Regions from separate parts of the Gossypium hirsutum genome. Here region 2 is linked to region 1. Evidence: chromatin contacts called from public Hi-C data. All regions are on one chromosome and are shown on one strand. The core of a region is the stretch at or near the end of the contact, and the rest is flanking DNA. Distances in the headings are between cores, read along the strand shown.

Region 1 (2,552 bases), core at 25-2,524:
TTATTTTATATATATTTAAAAAAATATAATACATCAAAAATACTAAAAATATTAAAATAAATATTTCCCAACAAATTAAAAATAAATTTAAAAAATATTTACTTAAATAACACTAAGATAGGTGCAACTTAACAAGCAAATATTTCTAAAATAGTAACAAAATTAACAATAATACAAGAGTTATACAGAACAATAAAATAATAGAAACATAATAGTGAAATGGTATCAAAATAGTGAAAAAAATCAATAATAAAATAATAAAAAACAGTAAAAAAACCCAATTTTTTAGCATATTCGGGTTGGGCCAGGCTCAGGGCCAAAAAAGCCTTACCTAAAGCCCGGCCTGTGTTCTAAATGGGCCATATTTTTTCACCCAAGTCCAATTTTTGGACCTATATTTTTTATCCAAATAATCTCATTTTTCGGGTAGGCTTTCGGGCCCAGCTGGGTGGCCCGACCCATGAGCAGGTATATACATAATACATAATACATGGGCAAATATAAAGGTAGGTGGAGGTCTTGGCCACTTTCAAATGGAAAATTGTTATTCAAGTCCCTTATAAGATGATTAAATTAAAAATTAATTTATGATAAAATTACACATTAACTCTTAAAATAAGAAAATTATGTTTAACCCCTTAAATAATGATAAAATAATAAATTAATACATTATAAAATTATTTTTAATCTTTTAAAAATTTATTATTCAATTCCTGCACCCTAAAAAAAATTATTAATTCACCCATGTGTGTATATATGTTTTGCATGGGTGGCATTTGAAATGTCTTGTGTTATCATATAATTGGTTTCGAACTTTACATATCCTTTTTTTTTATCATATAATTTATTTGTCAATCAACAAATAAATTTAAAATTGTGAAGATTTTGGGGCATATTGATAGACAACATAATAGCACGAATATCACATTAAACATTTCTGGTGCAAATAACATATTGTACATTAGATTAAAGTTAAAGGATTAAATTTATATTTTGTTTAAAACACTTTTTTTTGGTGAATATTCGTAATTATATTTTTGTCATGTTCATACTTGTCCATTGACAAATTAATTTAACATATATATAATTTTTAACTCGTAGGAAAGGGACAAAGTTTTCATTAAAGAAAAAGGGGGGTTTCCGACAAAACTGGGTTATCATAGCTTCTCATTCCAACCTAGAAGAAACGACAGAGATTCGGACACGGTCCCACTACTTTTGGGTCCCACACGTCATTTGTCCCATCACTTCTGCCTTTTCTCTGACGAGAATCTCACAGTCACCCCTTTGTGGGGTCCAATCAGTAAAAACCAGATCTCTCCATCATTAGACACATGGATTATTCTTAACTATTACCCTTTGTCTTTATGTTGTCACGCTCGCTTTGCGGGTTAATGTCAGCAGGACCGGCTTTGGCAGTCACTGCTATCTTTACGTGTTTGTCAGGTTTGAATGGTGACAAACGGCTACGATTACATCAATGACAAAATTTACAAACCCCAAAAATATACAAGAATAAGTCTTCTTCTTTTCTTTTTTAGTGTCAGTAATTTTCAGCATAGTAAATGCAGATAAATTTTGTAATTTAACACAAGTCTATGTACAGATACGGTTGAGAATAATATGAGTTCAGAGTAAAAGTTTATATTTTGGCTTTATTTATTTGGATGAAGGATGAATTTACTCTAAGAATATATCATAAATTTACATTGTTACATAATCTCCCAAATAATAGTAATTTTATTTAGATTTAATATTCATTTAGTGCCTAAGGAAACATTAACATAAAGGAATACATATATGTATAATGTGTCGGCAATTTTTGTTGTCATAATTGTTTATATGTGAATATGGTATCTATGTTCAACATTATCCTCCTGTTTTTTAATTAAAGTTTCAGATTTCTTTTTAAATGAAGAAAATTGGAAATTTTTCTCAAATTTGACTTTGAATATATTGAATACTTAGAAATCTAGACCAAAAGAAAATTATCACATTATTTTTTTGGTTTTATATATGTCATGTTTGTATCAAAATTATCAAATCTAAATTATATTAAATTTAATGTTTTGTAATTTTTCTGATAATAAGTTGGTGTTATGAGTCGAACGAGTACCAACTCGATTAAGAAAATTACGAAAATGTTCTTTCTTAATTGAAATCAGTTATATTATTTTAAGGTATTTTAATCTTTTTATTTTAATAAAAACTAATAAAAATAAAAATATGCACATGGTGAGATTTTAGTCCTTGTCAATTAAATTGGCAAAATCTTAAATTTACCGCTTGCTTTTTTTGGTAAATAAAAACTACATTAAGCGATTACAGAAATACGTAGAAAAATAATAGCCCATAATATCCTTTTGGATTAACTCCCACATAGCTTGAAGAGGTTCAAAAAACACCTATAAACTGGTAAAATTTATACCAGTTTACTTAGCTATGAAATCCATAACTACATTATGATCTCTAGGAATATGGCAGATATGGACTTTCCAATTCCTTTGTAAGAGTGTATGGATGGCCCGTATTTCCATAAGAGGGCTATCAAT
Region 2 (2,552 bases), core at 27-2,526, 210 kb after region 1:
ATTATTTTAAATTATACAAATTCATATAAGAAAATTTATTAGTTATAATTATTTTAAATTTTATTAAATCATATATTTTAATTAAAATATATTTAAATTTAATTATTTCAAATTATATTTTATAGTATCATATATTATGATTTGAGTAAATTCATATAAGAATTTTGATTATTAAGAATTTTATTAAATTATATATTTTAATTAAAATATATTTAATAATAATTATGTTAAATTATCTTTTATAGTATCATATATTATGATTTGAGTAAATTCATACAAGAATATTAATTATTAAGAATTTTATTAAATTATATATTTTAATTATAATATATTTAATAATAATTATGTTAAATTATATTTTATAGTATCATATATTATGATTTGAGTAAATTCATAAAAGAATTTTGATTATTAAGAATTTTATTAAATTATATATTTTAATTAAAATATATTTCATAATAATTATGTTAAATTATCTTTTATAGTATCATATATTATGATTTGAGTACATTCATATAAGAATATTAATTATTAAGAATTTTATTAAATTATATATTTTAATTATAATATATTTAATAATAATTATGTTAAATTATATTTTATAGTATCATATATTATTATTTGAGTAAATTCATATAAGAATATTGATTAGTAAGAATTTTATTAAATTATATATTTCAATTATAATATATTTAATAATAATTATGTTTAAATATGATTAAATTATTTATTATTGATATTAATAATCTTATTAAAATTTAAATAACAATAACAATAATCATTTACCCAAACAAATTTATGCTAAGGGTATTCTAGTCATTTTAGTTTTTTCTATTATGCTATTACACCTCTATTCCATTCAACCAAACACAGGAATACTATTACGCCTCTATTCCATTACATTCAACCAAACAATTGATTTACTATTACGCCTCTATTCCACTACAGCGAACCAAACGTGCTGTTAGAGTTTACAAATATTTTATTTTATCATCGTTTCAAAAGCTTTATAATTTTATAAATAGGGAAAAAAATAATATACTCAAGAAAGGGCAAGTAAACTTATTTTATTTTGTCAACAAACTTTTAACCTAATGGCAAAAATATATTATTAAAAGTCAAGCATTCCATTTCTTATTCTTAATTAAGATTTATAAAAAATATATATATTATGGTCCTGTGGGGTCCACCAAAACAATAATTTAGAACTTAAGAAAGACCCTGATCGTCCATATTCTTTTTTAATTATAAAGCCTATCTGGCAAAAAAAAAAGGGGGGGGTTAGGAAGTCAACACTTTTGTTCTGGAACCTCACTTTAAAAACAAATACAGTGCAACACCTTGATTGACGCTAAAGGTGATCAATCTAGCTTGGGATTTTAGGTGTGATGGCTTCAAAGCGGATCTTGAAGGAGCTCAAGGATCTCCAAAAAGATCCTCCTAACTTTTGCAGCTTAGGTTCCATTCCTTCTCTCCTCTTTACCTATTTCCTTTTGTTACAGTTACAGCTGATAGGAAGTCAATGGAATTAATAATGCTATAGATGTAAATGAAGTTGATAGCAAATGGTTAGCATGTTTCGCAAAAAGAGAATATTTCTGGGTATTAGCTTGGGTGGATGTAAGAATTCATCATTGCACCATTATTTCTGTTAAATATGTGCTAAAATTGTTTAGGACTGCAACATGATATATTTTCTCATTGCACTACCATCTAACACTTGTTTTACCTTTTTTATTATTGATGGCATGATAAGCTCCTGAGAATGAAGAAATCTTCATTTGGCAAGCAACTATGCCGGGTCCTCTGAACACTCCATATGAAGGTGGAAAGTTTGAACTCAGAATTCATTTCCCTCCGGACTATCCATTTAAACCACCCAAGGTGCTTCATAATGTTGATGTTAATATATACTGAGGATAGAATAGCATCAAATTTATTTTCGAAGAGAAATTTATTGTAACCAGAGGAGTATGGACCTTCAATGCTGAGCTAGACTGTGCTAAATCTTGAAGTTACATAGTAAATAATAGGACAACGTTATTTCATGATTTTCCAACCTTATAACATATTAATGACCCCCCAACTTGTAGTTTTGTTCACCTAACCTCTCTTTTTCTTCTTTTATCTTCTTTTTCGATTCTTTTTCCTTCCATTTAGGTTGCTTTCAGGAGCAAGATCTTTCACCCTAATATTAACAAGAATGGTAGCATTGGCATTGATATTTTGAAGGATAAGTGGACCCCCGCCCTCACCATATCCAAGGTTATAATTTGCTCAAACCTCCTAACTGCATCCAAGTAAATGTATATTTCAGTTTGAAAATTACATTTCCCTGTTATGCTATTTCTCAACCATTCTTTGTCAAAAACTAGATTATGAGATGCCCATGGGTGAAAGAAAATAAATTATATAAAATCAATCCCAACCCACACCTAAAACTAAATGAATCTCTAATCATTTTCAGACTAATTTAAAAGTTGTATAGTTTGAGTTATTTAAATTTTTTTTAAAAATATAAAATTATTGAAAGGCATTAATGCTTTTATAAT

The links. Hi-C and Micro-C count contacts between places; a contact is called where the count stands out from the background.
Region 2: a contact with region 1 is called in a Hi-C map of leaf, with 1.5 times the contacts expected there. The contact joins the promoter of LOC107915879 here to the enhancer-like site in region 1. A contact is called at or near these places in 2 of 34 Hi-C or Micro-C datasets (callus and leaf).

What each region holds. Positions count from the first base shown.
Region 1 is chrD10:61,063,462-61,066,013 of Gossypium_hirsutum_v2.1, forward strand. No RefSeq gene overlaps it. Among protein-coding and RNA genes, the nearest start is that of LOC121222528, 21 kb to the left of the region's middle. Within about 2 kb of position 1,275, at least 3 of the 9 cell types and tissues checked have an H3K27ac peak or open chromatin away from gene starts, as enhancers often do. A contact at or near this core is called in leaf, where this site is marked.
Region 2 is chrD10:61,270,929-61,273,480 of Gossypium_hirsutum_v2.1, forward strand. It overlaps LOC107915879 (ubiquitin-conjugating enzyme E2 8), which reads left to right and starts at 1,277. Exons shown (of 8, transcript XM_016845072.2): 1 at 1,277-1,458; 2 at 1,757-1,884; 3 at 2,161-2,265. The coding sequence starts at 1,389.